2 separate regions of the Mus musculus genome follow, and region 2 is linked to region 1. A link is a contact called in public Hi-C data. All regions are on one chromosome and are shown on one strand. Each heading gives the region's core, a stretch centred on a gene start, on an enhancer-like site or on the middle of the called end of the contact. The rest is flanking DNA. Distances are from core to core; before and after follow the strand shown. Region 1 overlaps Gfra2 (glial cell line derived neurotrophic factor family receptor alpha 2). Region 2 overlaps Gm34819 (a long non-coding RNA gene).

The links. A called contact is a pair of places that touch in the nucleus more often than the background predicts.
Region 2: a contact with region 1 is called in a Hi-C map of cerebellum, with 1.7 times the contacts expected there. The contact joins two enhancer-like sites. A contact is called at or near these places in 1 of 15 datasets of contacts at CTCF or cohesin (the NIH/3T3 cell line), 3 of 484 Hi-C or Micro-C datasets (cerebellar granule neurons, cerebellum and myocytes) and 1 of 115 datasets of contacts at active chromatin or transcription factors (astrocytes).

Annotation. Positions count from the first base shown.
Region 1 is chr14:70,961,295-70,965,214 of GRCm38.p6, forward strand. The region is part of intron 4 of Gfra2 (glial cell line derived neurotrophic factor family receptor alpha 2); the gene reads left to right. Among named protein-coding and RNA genes, the nearest start is that of Gm34588, 21 kb to the left of the region's middle. Within about 2 kb of position 2,122, at least 56 of the 459 cell types and tissues checked have an H3K27ac peak or open chromatin away from gene starts, as enhancers often do. A contact at or near this core is called in cerebellum, where this site is marked.
Region 2 is chr14:71,671,700-71,675,619 of GRCm38.p6, forward strand. The region is part of intron 1 of Gm34819 (a long non-coding RNA gene); the gene reads left to right. Among named protein-coding and RNA genes, the nearest start is that of Gm34819, 53 kb to the left of the region's middle. Within about 2 kb of position 2,297, at least 2 of the 459 cell types and tissues checked have an H3K27ac peak or open chromatin away from gene starts, as enhancers often do. A contact at or near this core is called in cerebellum, where this site is marked.

The DNA.
Region 1 (3,920 bases), core at 872-3,371:
AGAGCCTCTCAGGAGACAGCTATATCAGGCTCCTGTCAACAAGCTCTTGTTGGTATCTGCAATAGTGTCTGGGTTTGGTGGATATATATGGGATGGATCCCAAGTGGGGCAGTTTCTGGATGGCCATTCCTTCAGTCTCTGCTCCACACTTTGTCTCTGTAACTCCTTCCATGGGTATTTTGTTCCCCCTTCTAAGAAGGATCAAAGTATCTACACTTTGGTCTTCCTTCTTCTTGAGTTCCATGTGTTTTATCCTAAGGCTCCACAGTCCCTTTAGATAGCACCAGTAGCTGGAGAACATGCATTCCACACACAGGCCTGTGGGGACCCTTCAGATCCAAATGTAGCTCTCCTAAGCAGACTTGTAAAGGTGTGGTAGCCTGGGCCAAGTCAGAATGTCACTAATAAAAGACAGGAACCTGTGTCCTTTTCTTTTGGATAATACCACATACAAAGCAGTCATAAGGGCATGTCCCTATAACTATGTACTATGTGTTTCTTTGGACGCAGGAGTGTGTGCGTGTGTGTGTGTGTGTGTGTGTATGTGTGTGTGTGTGTGTGTGCATGCACACATATATACATGTGTATAGAAGCATGCTACCACAATTTTCCTAGGGCTTTTTTTCTTCCAAGTCTGGGGCATAAAGCAGGAGTATTTAAAGCTGAAGCCAGAAGGCAGGATCTGAAGGGCACCCACAAGCCCAACTCAGCAGCTTGTGCAGATTGCCACACTTGAGACTCAGAGCCTGCCATTCCAGCATCTGAAGGCTTGGTAGTGAGATTACCAGCTTTGATGCAGCAATTTTAGGCAGTGTATGTTTGGGGCGGAGCCTAGAGAATTTGCATGCCTAGCAATTTCTGGCCAATGACAGTGCTGGTAGTCTGTTTACTACACTTTGAGAAGGGTGTTATGTGGCTTGCTTTCTGCTTACCAGCTCTGTTCTTTCTCCTTTGATCAGGGCACCTGTGGCAGCAGATTAAAGAGATAGCATGCCCCAGGGTAGGGCAATTGAGGGCAGGGAGGTAAGAGTGGGTAGGTGGGTGGAGGAATACCCTCATAGAAGCAGGGGGAGGGAGGATAGGATAGGAGGTTTCAGAGGGGAGGGGGCAGAACTGGGAAAAGGGATAACAATTGAAATGTAAATAAAGAAAATATCCAATAAAAATATCAAATAGAAAAAAAAGAGGTAGGATGCCAAGTAAAATTTGAATTCCAGATTCAAAAAACTTTTTTCTAGTATAAATATGTCTGAGATGTAAAATAATAATAATAATAATCATAGTAATAGTAATAATAACAAAATTTATCTGAAATTCAAATGAGATGAACATGCTGCATCTAATATGACCACCTTTTCATCAAATTAGGGTCAAGTGTCTCTCTCCTGCTGCTTCCCTGTGATTGAATAGGCCACAGCTGTTGATGAACCAGGCCCAGAGAGGGCTCGTGATTTTGGGGCAATCCACCTGCTCCCCTGAGCTCAGCTGAGAGGAATTTAGTTTGTGTGCATTTCCACTCTCTTGATGGCTCTCTGCTCTTTTCTCTCTGCTTATCTGCCTGTTTTTTCCTCTCAGTGATTTCTTTACCCCACCTCTTTTCTGGAGGGCAGGAGGGGGGACCTTAAATCTGAAGTGGGGGACTGATCCGGGAAAGATCAGCTCTTGGCAGCAGAAACAGAATCCAAGAGACCAGTGATATCTCAGGGTCTGGGGGATGAGTGGCATTTTGCCTAGAGGAGGTGGCGATCACCAATTGGCACCCCACATATAATGGTTTGGGCTGGAGTGCTCGTGTGGTTGATTCTCCTTGTGCTGGAGTTGGAGTATGTAAAGGGCCTGAAGGAAATTGACTCCACTTGGTCTCTTGTTCTGGCAGAGGAAGCTCGCTGCTGTGGGTTTATCACAGATTGAGAGGCAGAGAGAAACTTGAGCAATCAAAGGCCTCCTGGAGACTTGGACTTGGCAACCTTCTAAATGGCCCCATTTGTCCCCTTTGCTTGCCAAGCTGCCTTGATGCTGAGAGTGGCTAAGATGACAGCAGAAGGCCTAGCTGCTTCCCTCCCTTCCCGTCCCCTCACCAACCAAATCCACATCCTTTACTTTTGAACAGTATCACGTCTGGGGTTCCTGACACTAACCACCAGACTTCTTTGAGGGCAGTAGGCTGGAGCCACACTGAGATGATACTGAGATGGTGTTTTCACTTTACATTACCCTGGGGGCCTGGCTGCGGGGGCTCTGCGCACGGTTCCTAAGTTTCCAGAGCCCCTGCTTTTTTCCCTGCGTTCATCGTGGCATGGGAAGGATCAGTGGATTCAGGAGGGCAGGGTCTTCCTGGGATCCACCAAGCAGGCCTTTGGAGCCCTCCCTTCTCATGACATGCTCACATTGCCCACACAGGATAAAGTGGTGTGTTTCTGTTCTCTGTGGGTCATGAATAGTCATTTCCTGTTTGCGATTGCCAGGCAGAGCGCTGAGGGAGAAAGCGGTAAAGATGATGATTCCTATCTACATTGGGAGCTGCTTTGTACAGTATCTCTCACCGCTTTATTGAAGCTCTGGGCAAGCGTAGCTTTCTACTTAAGTGGGGACACTGAGTACCAGAGACATAGCCAGTGAGCCTCAGGTCACACAATAGAACAAGAGCTTGCGCACCATCATGTGACAGATGGCTCTCCCAGCAGCTGGACCAGTATCCTTCTTGCCAGCTCAGGAACCCCTCTGGCTACAATCCTTGGAGGGGTCTGTACTCTTTCACCTTCTGTTCTCTGGCTTGCACCGTCACCCCCACTTCTCCTATAGAGCCAGGCTGATCTCTCCTTTGCTGGTGAAATGTCCTAGATATCTCTCAAGTGACATTTTTCATTTCCTCCCATGTATATTTCCACTTCTCCAGCCTTTGAGTTGGTGGTTTTGAGAGGTTCCTGGCACTTCGAAGCCAGACAAATATATGCGGTGTTCCTAGTGTCGTGTGATCTTGGAGTCAAACTTTTGAGAGAGGACAAGGCCGTTCTGGATGCTGGTGTCAATGGGAGCAGTTCAAGAGGCTTCCAACAGCTACAGGTCTAGCTGGAACCCTCAGCTCAGTTCTGGGCAGATGATGTTATTTGTAAGGAACTGAGAGGATAGTAGCATTTCACCAAAGCCCTGTGCCGTAATCAGAGGGGTGGAGAGCCTTGAACATGTCATGGGGTTCCCTTCTGATTCCATATTGATGTGCTTACCATTCCCATCGTCACTCTGTCAGACACAGGCCAGGGGATCTGCTCCTAGTTGGAGCAAAGATGAGGGATAGCTACCATCCATGACTATTAACAGGGCCTTAGAGGATGTGGATGAAGAAATACGTAAATAATAATATTAGCAGTGGATGTTCTTATTGGGAAGATCAAACAAAGCAATGTCAGCAAGTCTCTGTGCTGTTGAGTTGCCTGGTCTAGGCTTTCTGTGTGGTTGCACTGAGAAAAAGGACAAATCCAACATGATCATGGAAAAAGAACCTCTGTGTTGAAGGTTTCGGTGGCTTTGGGGATGCAGGAAGTAGGAGATAGAGTCCATACATGCCCACATGGAATTGAAATGGACTCTTGCATTTCAGTTAGAGGGTGTGTTTAAATAACCCGTAGAGAAGATGTTTAAACAGCTTCATAGAGAAGATGGTAAACAGTGGTTGCTCACGATATAGGATTCTACAGGACCTCCATTCTGCCTTTATGTTCTCCTGTTGCTTCTGTCTGGGGGGAGATTTGGCCAAAATGGAGTATTTGAAAACCCCATAGTGTCCCCCAAGGATGTACCTGAGTATCAGAGACCAGGTAGCTTATGGCAGAAACAGACTCTCTTATAGTTGAAGTCATAAGTCTGAGGTTGAAGTGTCAGTGGGACCATGCTTGCTTTGTGCTGTCAGAGACTGAGAGGGG
Region 2 (3,920 bases), core at 1,047-3,546, 710 kb after region 1:
CTAGCATAGGCTGTCATCTTTCCCTTGGGTTCAGGGATCAAATCTGAGACTGGAGCCTGAGGCTGTAGAAATCACTGGCTTTGTGAAGCATACTGCAGGACACAGAGGCCACCCTAGACCTGGCAGGAAGCTGCACAGGCAGTCTGGCAGCACCCCAGGCATAGGTGCTCTGATGAAGGGACCTCAGCAAACAGAGCATCTCTTATCTTTCCGGAACAGTTAAATCCCTCCACATCAGGCACAAATAGAATCCATCCCTGAGAGGTTGGGCTGCCCCATTGCCAGTCAGAGGCTCCACTTGCCTTTCAGTTTGGTCTTAAGATGCGATGGATACAAATTGCAAAGGTTTGATCAGCTTTTGTGCAGAAAGCAAATTTTATAGGAAAGGAGGGGGGAGGTGGGGGGAGGGTGGCAGGAGACAGAGGGGAAAAAAGCTGAAATAGAAAAATTGCTGAAAAGCCTCCTGCAGGCTGTCAGGAGCATTAACTTAGGATGATGTAGGAGAAACGACTAAGTGGTTTCTGTGTCAGCTACACTGAATCAAACATGCTCAAATATTAGCCTGTGAGTATGGCAACCAGAGAACCCACCTCAGAAACAGAAAGCAGTCTCTGTGTTTAAAGGGTTTCTTATGTTTTGCAAATATAAGGGAAGCTATGCATAAATTACCTTTGAAAGAGGGAGATGGATGGGAGATGAGCTGTTACACATTTCACTGAAAGAGGGGAATCATTGGATTGCTTGTACCCCATCTCAGAGGGAAAGCAAAGGGGGGCAAAGAAGAGACTGGCTCCTGAGAGCCAGAGAAGTGAGGCAGAGTGAAAGAGGAAAGGCCTGCTCTGTGAGACCTGCAGAAAGCAAGGGAATTCTGTCATTTCCTCTCTCCAGAAGTCTAGGTACTTCCAGCTATGTAACCTTCATCTCTTCTGCTTTCTTGTGAGGGAGTAAACATATGGAAGGTCTCAGCACAGGGAGACTAGGGTGCTGGCTCCCAGCCTTTGGCATTAGGCTGTCAACCTGTGACAGTCAGCCACCTTCCTAACTACTGATGCATGATATGTAATTGTAAATTAATTTAGCCATTAATTAAAAAAAATCATTTAGTAAAGATGAATAATGTATACTACGAATCAGGCATTATTCTAAGTGCTTTGCAGGTGATAATTTATTTAACTGCTCTAAATTGCTATTATATAAGGAAGAGGAAAGTGAAGAGCAAGGAGATCCCCTTTTTCAGGGACACGCCTTAGCCAGACAAGGAAGGAATCACACCTTGATATACATGCTCCTCTCTTTGAGCTCAGGAGACCCTGACTTACTTCTAACCTGACATGGCAAAGGTGATGGATGTCACTGTGTGGCCATGCTTTTTAGGTTCTCTGAAGCATCTAAGAGGGTTGTCATTTATGGGAAATGACACATGGCAAGGATATGGGTAGCCACCACTAAGAGCTGAGGTCAGCCCTTTAACAACCAGTTTCTAAATTCCGTCAAGACTTCAGGAGTTGAGAGAAGACCCCAAATCTAGAACTCACCTTGAAGATAGCATCCCTGAACAGGGGAACCTAAGCCATGCTTCTGACCCTCCTAAACCCTGGGTTAATGAACATGAACTATTTTAACCTCTTAAGTGTGTGGGGATATGTCACATGGTTCTAGAACCCTGACACAGTGGCTAAACTAGGCTATAAACCAGTGACTACCACACTCTTGTATGCTATATCTCCTGTCCACAGGAAGATCTCATATGTCTTCATCTGGACATCTGATTCTTTATTTCCATCTGTGACTAGGAGACTTGAGACTCTCGGGGAGGAGTTGAGAAGAGTGGAATTGTGACAGTCACCATGCCACAGCTGTAGGAGCATCCATGAGAAGCCCATGGCCTTTTTTGTTCATCCTTTGCTTCAGGTTCTGGTCCTCTCTATGTCTCTCATGCCCCTCTTTAGGTCCCAGCTCACTTCCTGTCCTTCTGTCCTTCACTGAGTACCTAATACAGCCTAGACACTGGGCTAGACCTAGAAGGCAAAAGCTTTTAAAGTCCATGTTCTTTATTTCTCTACTTCTTCTTCTCCTGTTATTCATAGAAACCAACATTTTTTTTCCTCTTAAGAAAGGCCTAGGCTCCACCCCCTCCAATTTACCCACTATTCTCAGCATTTCTTTCCAGTATATACAGCCTTACCTTACTAAAGGTAAGCACAGCACCTTGCTGCGATGATCACAGAGAGCTGAAAGACTGGAGGAGAGCCCAGGGGATGGCTGCCCCTCTGCTGACCTTCTCCATCTGGCCTCTTTCTCAGACAGAAACAGAGAATATGGTCAGTGAAAAAATAGGCCCTGGCACCTTCACCAGAAGGTAGGTAAACCATGCCAACATTACTTGTCCTCTGGCCAATGGATGGGTGGCACAGTGCCCAGGAGCCCTTGTTATGATACGAGACAATGAAACCACTCTCAGCCTTGAATTCTTTGCAATTTTAAAAGAGCATTTCAGCTAGATTTCAATGTCCATTGTGTTTGCAGGTATATACACACATACACACACATACCTCCCCACATATGTAAAATCATGTACAGGCACATAAATCCAGTCACAGTACTATAGACACACATTTGTACACTCATACATATACAAGCACACATGCATGAATTCCCCATAAATACACATATACTGACACAAACACACATATGCACAGAACACACATACCCAAACATAATACCCCTCAGCAGTTGCACATGCACACATATAAATACCGTGTATTCATATAAGTGTGTGCCTGCTTGTGTTCTAATCCAAGGAATAAATCCCATGCTTCCTTTCTAATATTTCTGAGCAAGCTTTTGGACTAAGCAGCTCCCTGCTTGCTACTCTGCACCTGAAGCTTAAGCCTCATTAATTTGATGCTCTTTTCTATTCTTTGATCGGTGTACATAGGCTAAAAAACACCGACCTCAGCCCAAAAATTCTTAGAAAGATCAATGGTGGCAGTGTATGTGCATGCGCTTTCTGGGCTGTAAAGGGATAAACAAAATGAAAAGCAGCTGAGTGTGCTAGCTGAGGCCAGTTCATTTGTTCTGTGTGCAGGGTATACAAAATGGCAATCCAGGAAGCCTGCCATTTGCATGCTTGTTCTGTATTCAGGCTTTTAATACAATTCTGGAAATGCCTTGCTCTTTTAGATCCTCAGAGGATTGCTTGTGTGCGTCTCAGTTATTGTATCTGGGCTGAGGGCTAGAAAAGACCTCACATCCACAGTGTGGAGAGCCATGAGAGCAAACAGCATACCTCATGTCCAGGGAAGGAAGAAGGGAGTAGCTACAATTGGAAGCCATAGAGCTATAGTTCAACTGGGCTGGAATGGCTCAGCTTAGGAGCTTTGGGTGTCCCTTTAGCGGACTACCTCAGGCCATGTGCCATCATTATGACTTGAGGACTCAGAGTTCTACTGTGGACAGAGCTGGTCAGGGGCACTGGGCAGAACAGGTGTCTCCATATCTGTAGGGATATGGAGGAAATCCTCTGAGGATCTGAGACTTTCTAGCAGTGATCTCTGTGAGCCTGAGGCTGATCCTCTGTATCACAGTAGTCCTAGACAGATTCTCAGACATTATAGGAAAGACTTCTAGGGTACACTTAATGAGGGCAGAGAAGCCTGTCACTCTAAATAATCACTGTGCTGTATAGGAATTATCATTGGCAGGTCTTAGCCACTTATATTTGTAGATGATGATTACAGATTATAATCAGTTTTAGCTTATTCCTAGTGATTGTTCCTAAGAGAAGATGCACTAAGAATTTGGATTCTTCATCTTTAAACTAGTCTGAAGATTTGGGGTTCCAGTCCTATGATAACAGCTCACATGACTCTGACCTATTTTATTACCTTGGTTCCTCCCAACACTGAGCATATCAAGAC